Regions from separate parts of the Mus musculus genome. Here all the other regions are linked to region 2. Evidence: chromatin contacts called from public ChIA-PET and HiChIP or PLAC-seq data. All regions are on one chromosome and are shown on one strand. Each heading gives the region's core, a stretch centred on a gene start, on an enhancer-like site or on the middle of the called end of the contact. The rest is flanking DNA. Distances are from core to core; before and after follow the strand shown. Region 1 has its middle 53 kb from the start of n-TEttc7. Region 2 overlaps Atp10a (ATPase, class V, type 10A). Region 3 has its middle 76 kb from the start of n-TEttc7. Region 4 holds the start of Ube3a (ubiquitin protein ligase E3A).

Region 1 (2,700 bases), core at 100-2,599, 370 kb after region 2:
AGTAGGAACCCTAACTAAGACAATCATGTTGGGCTGAGATGGCTTTTGCTATTTCTGGGGAATAAAATCGTTGTGATCCAAATGCTGACGTTCATGACCCACACTTTATACTGGGCGTCAAGGGATATGCTGCTACTTTCTCTTCTTACTGAATTTTATTTTCCCCTCCTTCAGTTTTCTTGTAACAATGGGTATATTCAGAAGTCTCCTTGATCTAAGCTCTAGTACATTATCTAGCTGTACTGTCTTAGTATTGACAGGTATATGGTGGTCAGGTGTTCTCATTTCCCCCCATTCAGTTCTCTATAGAGACTTGCAGAGGGTCTTTAGATGTGAATTTGATCATGCCTTAACCCTCTTCCGATCCACACAGAGAACTATGGCATTCCTTGCACCTTCAGTATTCTTGTCTAACCCCGACTTCTAATTTGAGCTGCATCCAGGCTCTCTACCTCACTTCCAGGAAGCATTTGTTCTCTTCCTGGGACCTTGTTACTTTCTGTGTTGTCCAAAACTCCCCTTCCAGACCTTAACTCTTATCACAGTCATGTACCACAGAATGAAGTTTTAGTTAACAGTGGACCACATGTTACCATAGATACTATTACCTAGTGACATTATAGTTATCTTAATTTCTCTAAGAACACAGTATAATATTCATGTAGTGCTAACATCAAAAGTGTAGTTTTTAGAAATACTGCGCCCCATAAATTATTTGTAACATTTATTAACTCAGCCAAGACCACCCAGACCATCTGTCTTTCTTGCAGGGACATCTGCTTGAAGCACCCAACTAATGTATAATGTCATTGGCTTCTGCTCCTCTCCTAGCCTGTGAGGGCAAGAGCCATAATTGCATTTGTTCTTTATAGAGTCATTTTGCTTGGCACTGATGGCTTGCCATAAGTGAGCATCGTGCTAGATGGCAGACTAAAAGTCATATCAGTTTGGGCTAGAGCATACCCCCTCCTCCTTTGCACTGATCTAGTTTCAAGTGATCTGGCATAAACTGGTTAATTGTAAACAGTTTACTGAACTCCATTATGGTTTTATGGAGAACATAAACAACAATATGTAAGAAATCACAAATGATGACACAGAGTATCTCAAAGTAACTGTCAAAAAATTGGATGATACTTTATATTATATTACAAGGACTTTGAAAGTCATCTCTCATAATAACATTCTAGTTAAAAGAATACTCCAACAGGCATCATCATACCTAATTTCAAGTTATAATAGAGCCCTAGTTATAAAAACAACAGGGTACTGACACCAACACCTAGATCAATAGATTAGAATAGAGGATGCAGATACAAGCCCACAAAACCACAGTCACCTAGTTCTTGACAAAGATGCTAAACACACATGTAAAAGAGACAACTTCTTTAACAAGTGGTGCTGGAAAACCGGGTATCTACATGTAGAAGAATGAAACTAGATTTTAGTCTCACACTCTATGTGAAAAGCAACAAATGCATCAAAGACCTGAATGCAAGACCTGAAACTCAGGATTGGAAAGTAGAAAACACAGTGTAAGCCAGGGCTTCCAGATAGAACTGTGCTTCTTGGGAAATCAGGGAAACATTTCACAAATGGGATTTCATGAAATTAAAAACTTTCAGCAGAGCCAAGGAAACAACTGGATGAATACACAGCATATGGACTAGGAGGAAAGCCTTTGCTAGCCATATATCTTGAAGAGTAATGATACAAGGGAAATTGGAGTATCCTTTCAGCTCCTTAGTCTCATTATAAAGGAGTTTAAGAATGGACTCAAAAGGAAGTACAGGGCAATTTTATTAGCACTTAAAAGAAAACTCACAGGACAGGCAAGATGTAAAACTACAGCTGCTGCTCAGGGGAGAATGCAGGAGGGAAGGGAAAATCCACACCTCTGAAGTTGTCCTAGAAGCCAGACATGTTGGCCAACAAGCAGCCACAGGGTGTAGAGGAAGACTACAGAGAAAGAGAAATAAGGGGAAACTCTCCCCTAAACCAGGACCCTGAACAAGAGCAAGGTTCCAGATATATTGCCTGTGGAATGTTGGAAAGCCCCTAACCTGGGATACACATCCTGGAGCACAAATGTTGTAAAATCACACAATTGTCTTCTCTCCCACCCTGTAGTTTTGAAAAGAAGTTTAACAAGAAAACTTGGTTTTGGGTCTGGAAAAGCCATGCCCTCTGGGTTTCTGGTTATTAGTTACAAAAACCGAGCACTGAGTCTGTACCACATTCTCCTGCACCCTCAGACGCTATGTGGTAGGGTCTTAGGGACAGGGTCTTAGGGACTGTATAATCCTCTCTGTAGAAGTGGGGCTGAGTTCTTATTCTTACTTTGCCCTTTAACTTCTTATATTATTTTTCTTGCATGTTAAAGAAGCCCAAAAATATTGGGGTAAGGGAAACCAGGACTATTAAGAAAAACATGCCTAGAAAAGATAGCAAAAACCCTGCATGGCTGCAGTACATAATCTTCAGCAGTAGGGAGGGAACATTCTGGGAAAGAGTATAGTATCTCACTAGAGAACTAAGTATTCTAAGTTTTGGCAAAAGGTCAGCCCATCTTCCCAGGGCTGGTCCCTTAGCCAAAGTTATTGAATCAGCTTGAGTGGAGTGTTTGCTCTCCACCTAAGCCAGCGATTCCATTCTTTTTTTGTTTTGTTTTGTTTTTGTTTTTTCGAGACAGGGTTTCTC
Region 2 (2,700 bases), core at 177-2,676:
ACTTTTCAAGGGGGCCTGTGGCTTGTTCCTTGGGGCTTTCATTTTCCTTTCTTCCCAAACAACTACCCTAGGATAGATCTCTGAGCCCATGTCCTCTTGTTTTCCCATTTTCTTTGTGTTTTCTTTTCTCCTCCTTTATTTGGGGGTCGGGGGAGACAAGGTTTAACTATGTGGCCCAGTCTAGCCTTGAATTCATGATCCTCCCATTTTTACTTTCTATTTGAAAAAGAACAGTGAAAAATTATCAACAGCTCCCATTAGAGGAAGGCACACACAAGTGCAAGGCCAAGATACAGATGTTATGAAGCAGAGAGCCTGAATAGCCTGCTCAGCAGTGCTGTGGGTTAGGTAGGTCTTTCTACTTTCACTGGATCAGGTTGTCAGTGGCTGGGCTGCATTTACATGGGGAGCATGGCAGTCTGATGACAGATATAAAACACTGTGGTCCAGATCTTAAGTGTCTCCCAGAGGCCCCTAAGTTAAAGCTCTTTTCCCAGATCGCAGAGCTATTTGGAGTAGTGGTAGTCAAAACAGGTGGGCCTAGTGAAGGGAAGTCAGTGAGGGCATGTCATTAAACAGAATACTGGAAACCCAATTCCCTCTGCCTCTCCGAGAACCATGGGGTAAGCATCTTTATTCCCATCATGATGTGCTGCCTCACCATAAACCCAAACCTCTAACAGTCAGCCAAAATAAAAACCGTTTCCTTTATAACTTATTTATTTCACTTATTATAGTATAGTGATACAAACCCAACATATAATGTATTTTCAGACTCACTGTGTAATCTGGCATAGATCATATCACCCTCTCTACTTCAGTTTCCCTGTCCATGATATGGCCATACCACTGAGACCTACATGGGGCTGGAGGTGGGGGATGTTGAGAAGTAAAGGATCTGATACCTTAAAACACTCATTAGATCTCTGGAATACTGTAGCTCTTGTCAGAGGCATACTCTTCCTAGCTTAATGTCTTCATTTCCTTCTTTGAGGCTCACACTCAAAGTCCTCTTAACATTTACAGAAATGAGATATGAAAACACTTGATCAGAGTATGAGCAATACATCCAACTTGTTCAAACACATGAATCTTGGCTTAAGGTGCAGGGGACCAGTCTCCAAAAGAGATGTGATAGAGTGGATGAATGTTCCACTGAGCCCAGTGAGGGTTCTGAGCTACAGCTCTTCATGGCTCTTGAAAGAGTTGCTTTATGTCTCCAGCTCTTGGCAGAGCTACTTTACCTGTCTCTGGGCTTTAGTATCTAGCCTAGAAAATTGCTTCTGAGGATCAGAAGAAATGCTAGTCCATGTGGGTGGAAGCGATGACTAAATCCCCCAAGTTACTGTTTTAATCTATGACTTAAGTTTCCTAATATGCAACCTTCCCCCCTTCACACAAACCACTGACAGTCTTGGGCTTTTCATTGATTTTTCCCCCCTGCCTTCCGCCCACAGCTCACTCTTGCTCACCCGCCGTGGGCTCAGCCTTATGAGTCATAGTAAAGCAAATGGAGTCAAAGGGAACAGGAAGAAAAATACTCAGATAATTAAGAGCCCCCTCTCATCGTACCAAAGAGCTTTATTCCCAAAGCTCGGTTACTATGGAAACTGTTCTTCTCTGCTCTTTATTGGAAAGGCCATTTTATTCTTAAAATTAATGACTCTCTCCTGTGAGGACTGATTACCCTTGAACTCCTCATGTGGATAAATGCTCTTAACAAAGCCCTGCATCTTACATGAAGGAAAACAGGCTAATTCTCCTCCCTGTGTTCTCCAACAAAGGCAGGCTTAACAAGGTGAGCAGAAGGAGAGTGTACACATGTCAGGCTGCCACTTTGGCCTCGATTTACCTCCAAAACTTTGGAAAGCTTACAGTATGTTATTCTCACTACCTTCTCAAGTTGGCAAACCTGAATTGGGAATGACAGAGATAAGCTAGCTTAATTCCTAGTTTTGTTTTGGGGAGATTAAAAGAAACTATAACCCAAAGGTGTCAAACAGACATGGTCTACAACTTATGAGGCCTCAATTTAGTTTTTTTTTTTTCAAGTTTTTGATGTAGGGTGAAAGCAATATGCATTCACCCAAATTTTGAATTTTGATTGGTTCTTTGCCTGGGCTTTATTCTCTCATAAAATGATGGATAGTGGTTTTGAGCCAAAGCTCCCAGCTGTCTGCAAGGTAACAATGTTGCAGGGTTCTGTGCCACAAAGCTATGATAGTAGTTGATCTAGGTGGACTGAATGTGTTTTCCATTTGTGATATTTTCAACTTGTAATGGGTTGTTATCAAGACAACAAAACCCTACTATCGGTTTAGAAGCAATGTGCTTAAGTTGCCACTAAAAAGACTGAAGTAAATGAGGCTGCATTCCATTCTGGCCTACTCTACAGAGGCCATTCACTTCTGCAGAGGGAATTGGGAAACTCTAGGCTCTGGGTATCTGAGGATGCACCGTGCTGGCAATTCAATACTGGCTTACAATGAATGGACACATAAACTCACAAGGTCAGAAACAGCACAACTTTTTTTTTTGGGGATGTGGTCCCAGGCAGAGTTTAATCTGATTTAATTTCTAAATCTACTCAATTAGCCATATCTTGATTGGTTCTGAGCATCTTGTATTCATTTGTTAGAAGACATTTTGGTAATCAGGCCAGTGGGTGGGAGAGGTTAGGAAAGAAAATGTGTCAGTTTC
Region 3 (2,786 bases), core at 197-2,696, 350 kb after region 2:
AAGAAAGACCATAGTCCTACAGGCAGCTTCAGGGGCATGCCCTTAGACCAAGTGTCCTAATGTACTCCATCTATAAGCCCCACCTCCTACTACCTACCAATAGTCCCAAAGTCTTGAGATCAAGCCTTTAACACAGGGCTTCTAGAGGCAGTGGTTCAGTTCTCCAACCCACAAAAATGCAGAAGCCATGCTACTCTGAACACAGCTGAGCACATTTCACTTGACTGTAGCTTAGAACCATAACTAAATTCCTGCAAGCCAAGAGGATGCACAGGGATTGTAAGAAGCATGGAGATTAATTTTAGAGTAATGATGATGATGACGACGATGACATGAAGACAACGATGATGGCAGCGGCGATGTGTGTGTGTGTGAGTGTGTGTGTGTGTGTGTGTGTGTGTGTGTGTGTATGATTAGATTTGGGGTGCTAATCCATACCAGAAATCTCAGCATTCAGAAAACAAAGGCAAGAGGATCACCCATGAGTTCAAGGACAGCTTGGTCTACATTGTCTTGAAAAAACAAAACAAAATTTGTGAGAGAATTTTAAAAAAATTTCCTGTAGGTTATAAATGCATAAGGAGGTTAAGAATGATAAAATTAACATTTATTAAATGATAACTTGAAATATTAGCAACATAATAAAACAAAAACTTTCCAGGGTGAGTTCATACAGAACTTTGCCTCCCTTAGGAATAGACACACCTGTGCTTGTTTGAATGAAAATGGTCCCGACTGGCTCATAGTAAATGGCATTACTTGAAAGGATTGGGACAATTGGCCTTGTTGCAGTACGTTGTGACATTGATGGAAGAAGTGTGTCACTGGGCATAAGCTTTGAGGTTTCAAAAGTTCAGACTTTTCCTGCTGCCTGTGGATCCAGGTGTAGAATTCTCAGTTAACTGGCCAGCACCATGTCTGCCTGCATGCCACCATGCTTCCTGCCATGACAATGGTGGACATAACCTTTAGACTGAAAGCCAGCCCCAATGAAATGTTTTTCATCATAAGAATTTTTGTGGTCATGGTGCCTCTTCATAGCAATAGAAATCCTAATGAAGACAACATCTTTCTTGAATCCTGAGCATGTTGTTGTCATTCATAATCTTGTTTGGAGCATTCTTGCAATCCATTCTTTGTTCCTTAGCACACAGAAAGGCAATGTTTTACCTGAGTGTGGTCTCCTGATGACTTTCCTCCCAAGGGAATTTCTGAATAACCAACTAGGCACATTTTCAACTCCAGAATACGTTAAGTGAACATCGCTGGCTCCGTGTGCTCACACTCTTCAGTGTGACTCACTTGCTACCAGGACACTCTGTGAGGAACACAGTCTTTCTAGCTTGGAGGAAGTCATTGACTTTTATTTCCTTAATGTCACCTCAGGTCTCTGCTGTGTTATTGTTAGTGAACTGAACAAGGGTTTCTCAGAGAGAATTAGCTGTACAGTCATCTCCCAAACCGTATAACTGTCAAATCACATCCTGTCTAGGGTTGCCTATTGCCTAACAATAGAAAAAGTTCTATTAACTCCACTTTGATTTCACTTTCCAAGTAGAACCTCAGATACTTGCTCAGAGATTACGGCCAGCTGGGCCCTTTGTCTTCACACTTATCTCATTTGTTGCAACTCATCAGGGCTGGAGTCATACTTCTGGTTTACAACCACCAACTGAACATAGCTTTTTCTACAGAATCTCTTTGTAAAAATTATGAGTATTTCCCTCTAAACAGTGAAAAATTTTGTCAGCCTCCAATGGTTTATTTGGTTCCCTGTTTATTTACGAGGAGACATTTCTAAACCAGTTTTGGGAGGTGAAGATTTTATCGATGTTTTGGGCAAATCCTTGATATATATTGAAATATGTGCACAAGTTCATTTAAGATAAAAATATATAAAACATAAAATCTCCCCTCATCCTGGTTACTCCCCCTAGTATAATAGGGAATACGGCAGGCTTTAGTATGTTTCTTTACTTTTGACTTTCATTTTGATTTTTACTTGATATACAGTAATCACACATGCACTGTGGTGGTGGTGTACACAAGTGTATCGTGGAACAGTCAGGTCACCATAACTGGCATTTCTGTCACCTCGAATACCTGCCACTTCCCCACGTGGTAACACTGAAGTGCTTCCAATGAGCTGTTCTGAAACATTCCTTTGACTGTGGCTGACTGCAAGTATCCTGTGTGCTATTGAATGTGGAAAGCTATTGTCCATTACTCACCCTCTCTCTGTTCCATCATTGCTTTTCTTTATTTTTTTTTAAAAACATGTAAGAGTATCTGATACCCTGTAATTGGAGTTACACTTACAGCTGTGGGCATCCATGTCTGATGCTGGGAACCCCTTGGGATTTAAATGAGAATGACCCCATAGACTCACAGGTTTGAATGCTTAGTCATGGGGGTGGGACTGTTGAAAAGATTAGAAGGTATGGCCTTGTGGGAGAAAGTGTGTTACTTGGGGTGGGCTTTGAGGTTCTTTAGAACCTAAGTGGGTCACTGTCTCTTTCTGTTGCCTGTGGATCCAGATTCTCTCTGCTCCTTCTCCACACCATGTCTGCCTGTGTGCCATCATGCTTCCTACCAGGGAGATAATGGAATAATCCTCCAAAAATGTAAGCAATCCCTAATAAATGTTTCCCATTATAATGTTTTGCTTATGGCGTCTCTTCACAGCAATCGACCATTGACTATGATAGAACCAAACCCTGTTCCTCTGCAAAGGCAACAAGTGCTGTTAACTGCTGAGCTTCCTGTCCAGACCAAATCCTTGCTTT
Region 4 (2,817 bases), core at 104-2,603, 410 kb before region 2:
TATACTGTTCTATTTTAGCATGCTCAAAAGACATAAAAAAAATTGACGTAAAATTGTCTTTAGAGGATTCTTCTAAAGCTGATAAAGTCTTATTAAAATTATACTTTCTATTTTTAAGGCTAACGCAATTATAGCACATTCAACTCTGATTCTTCCAACAAAAAGCCTCCGCATCAAAATGGGGAAAACGTCCTTTTCATTTTCTCAACTGAAAAGGGGGAGGGGAGAAGAGGAGGAGGCCAACTGCTTACAGGTTTGCATTGAAAATTAACACAGCAGTTTCTGAGGAATCAGTAACTCACGTTCAACTACTGAATCCTACCAGAAGCAGCACACGAATAAAACCAGAGCGCAATCCTTGGGCTTGAGGTGCCGCTTCATCCGTCTTCCTTCCAATCCACCCCCAATACCCCAACCCACTAAGCACACATCTAAATATGTCTTCCCCACCAGAGCGCCCCTTTGGAGGAAAAGGCCTGCCTTTCGCAGCCTGAAGCCACGGCTGGCTCTCCGATCTCTGCTTAGATGAGGCCCCCGATCTCGACGCCCTGCACGTCCGCCCCACCCCGGGCCCACTCGGGTACCCGTGGGTGACAAAACCCTCCCTCCTGCGTCCAGCCAGCACTGACAGTTAAGGCTGCAGCAGCCGCAGCCACCAGGGCCTAGTCCTGGCACCGGCCCCTCCAGACCACGCGCCCCAAGCACTCGCTCACGGAGGCGGGTGAGGGCCCGGCGCCTACCCTGTCAGCGCGGGCCGGAGGGTGACGAGGGGACCGGCGGTACAGACCAGAGGGAGCGCGCCGGGCAGGCCGCAGCCGCAGCAGCACTGACCTGTCCTCGCCCCCGCGCGTGGGCTGCGGCCCTCGCAGCTGCGGCCGCCTCACTGGTCCTTGTCGCCCTCGTCCACCGCCGCCGCCCGCCACCGCCTCGTTCCCTTTCGCTGGCGCCACCGCCGGGTCTCATGCGGGACCCGCGCTTCTCCTCAGGAAACCGAGGCCGAGAGGCCAGGCGCCTGGGCAACCTTGAAGTCGGCGCTGAAGCGCTGCTGTCGCGATCTGTCCACAGTGGGGGGCGAGGGCGGCGAGCAACTCCGAAGAGAAGCAGAAGGAGGCGCCACCGTCAGCGACAGGTCGACGGAAGAGAAGCGTAACGAGGCGGTGAACAGCTGCGTGGCCCGGTGCGCGAGCGAGAGAGCGAGCGCAGGAGGGGCGACGAGGTGCTGGCAAAGACGAAAGGCCCTGTCGTCTCCTGGAGTCACCCAAAGAGGAGCGCCACCATCTTGGGAGAAATACGGATCTCGCGAACGCAGCACTGGACGAGAGGACTAGGTGGGCGGACCGAGTATCCCGACAGGCAGCGCGCGCCAACCCTGCCGGGCGAGGGCTCGGAGTCCGGAGGCGGGATGCGAGGCGGGGTTGCGCGTGCGTGGGATGGCGACGGGCTCTGCCCCGCCCCGATCGCAGCTCTGTGGGGCCCTCCTCTAGCTCGCCTTCGCCTGCGGCGCAGGGGCCTTTGGGAAGGGGAGATGGCCTTGGGCTGGGTGGAAGCTGGCCAGCATCGTCGCCATCTTGAGACTGGGCTGAGAGAGGCTTGGTGTTTTTAGCCTCTGCTCCTTTTACTCAATCTATAGACCAGTGTGCTTCGGTGTACTCGCGAGAGCGGACAGGTCTACCCAGCCTAGCAAAGCCCAGGAGTCAGAGGGACGAATAGGCCAAGAGGGTGTAGCCTACTGGCGGCACGAGGAGGCATAGAAGCGTTTTGTTGCTAGAGCTGACCCTTACGACTTTTCATCCGAACTGTCCGAGTAAAGGATTCAGGCGTTGAGATTGGGCAACCTTTCAGCAAACAAGGCCATCAGCCTCTGCCAGAACATGATATGTCACTGGCTTACCAGACTAGTAGGTAAAAGCCCAGCCCCTCCTGTGTTGTCTTCCAGTAGATGTCAACTGAGAAGAAACCGCCTTGCTTGATCACACGTGGATAGAGACTAATTTTGATTTACAGAACACCCGAACCCTGTTAGAGCCATGTGACTTGTTGGTACCGGAGTGAGGGTTTAACTTAGGTTTGTTGTTAATGATTTTGACACTAAATTATTATAAAGACTAGCTGACATGTTATTTCCTGGCTTGCAACTTAGTAAGCCTTAATCATCTAGTGCTCAAAATGTAACAATCACATGTATTAATGTGCTTTTCTGTTTATTACAGCTCCTATAATGTGTGTGTATGTGTGTGTATATATATATACACATCATATATATATGAAAGATCTCCCCACTATAAAAAATATTTTTATTATTGGTTTTTCAAGACAGATTTCTCTGTGAAGCCCTGGCTGTCCTGGAACCCACTCTGTAGACCAGGCTGGCTTTGAATTCAGAGATTCGCTTTCTGAATGCTGGGATTAAAGGCTTGCAATTTTTTAAAATTAAAAAATAATAGGCGTGTGTGTGTGTAAACTATTACAGGATAAATAATAAGTGCAACTGTTATATCAGATTTTAAGATACTTTAAATTTTTTCTATTCTTTTTTTTTCTCCATCCATTAAAGATCCTCATTTGGAATACCATTGTATTATATGAAAGGGGCCAGTAATAAATGTAACCCTTTAAAGAGTTATCTTTGCAAACTATTTAAATACAAAACCAAAACTGAAAATCATTAGACTGCTAAGAAAAGTAAAGTACATAAACTGTTGCAGCATGTGAAGACGCTTTCAGCTATTCACTCCTAAATAAAAGTCTGAAAATGAAAGGTCATGGTCTAGTCATGTGAATTATCAAAATGTAGCCAGCAGCCCAGACTTCTAAAAA

What was found. HiChIP or PLAC-seq counts read pairs in DNA pulled down with a chosen protein or histone mark. ChIA-PET counts read pairs in DNA pulled down with a chosen protein or histone mark.
Region 1: a contact with region 2 is called in a CTCF HiChIP or PLAC-seq map of CD8 T cells, with 7 read pairs. The contact joins two enhancer-like sites. A contact is called at or near these places in 1 of 15 datasets of contacts at CTCF or cohesin (CD8 T cells), 1 of 484 Hi-C or Micro-C datasets (natural killer cells) and 4 of 115 datasets of contacts at active chromatin or transcription factors (CD8 T cells, effector CD8 T cells, memory CD8 T cells and 1 more).
Region 3: a BATF HiChIP or PLAC-seq map of CD8 T cells shows a contact between it and region 2, with 14 read pairs. The contact joins two enhancer-like sites. A contact is called at or near these places in 3 of 115 datasets of contacts at active chromatin or transcription factors (CD8 T cells, effector CD8 T cells and memory CD8 T cells).
Region 4: a contact with region 2 is called in an RNA polymerase II ChIA-PET map of effector CD8 T cells, with 16 read pairs. The contact joins the promoter of Ube3a here to the enhancer-like site in region 2. A contact is called at or near these places in 2 of 39 promoter capture datasets (3T3-L1-derived adipocytes and pre-B cells), 1 of 484 Hi-C or Micro-C datasets (CD8 T cells), 10 of 115 datasets of contacts at active chromatin or transcription factors (CD8 T cells, bone marrow-derived dendritic cells, bone marrow-derived macrophages and 7 more) and 2 of 9 other capture datasets (adipose tissue and liver).

Annotation. Positions count from the first base shown.
Region 1 is chr7:58,450,825-58,453,524 of GRCm38.p6, reverse strand. No RefSeq gene overlaps it. Among named protein-coding and RNA genes, the nearest start is that of n-TEttc7, 53 kb to the right of the region's middle. Within about 2 kb of position 1,349, at least 21 of the 459 cell types and tissues checked have an H3K27ac peak or open chromatin away from gene starts, as enhancers often do. A contact at or near this core is called in CD8 T cells, effector CD8 T cells, memory CD8 T cells and 1 more, where this site is marked.
Region 2 is chr7:58,821,242-58,823,941 of GRCm38.p6, reverse strand. All of the region lies in intron 16 of Atp10a (ATPase, class V, type 10A), which reads right to left. Among named protein-coding and RNA genes, the nearest start is that of Gm39019, 92 kb to the right of the region's middle. Within about 2 kb of position 1,426, at least 83 of the 459 cell types and tissues checked have an H3K27ac peak or open chromatin away from gene starts, as enhancers often do. A contact at or near this core is called in CD8 T cells, effector CD8 T cells, memory CD8 T cells and 2 more, where this site is marked.
Region 3 is chr7:58,474,066-58,476,851 of GRCm38.p6, reverse strand. No RefSeq gene overlaps it. Among named protein-coding and RNA genes, the nearest start is that of n-TEttc7, 76 kb to the right of the region's middle. Within about 2 kb of position 1,446, at least 24 of the 459 cell types and tissues checked have an H3K27ac peak or open chromatin away from gene starts, as enhancers often do. A contact at or near this core is called in CD8 T cells, effector CD8 T cells and memory CD8 T cells, where this site is marked.
Region 4 is chr7:59,227,286-59,230,102 of GRCm38.p6, reverse strand. Ube3a (ubiquitin protein ligase E3A) reads right to left here and starts at 1,353. Exons shown (of 11, transcript NM_001033962.2): 1 at 832-1,353.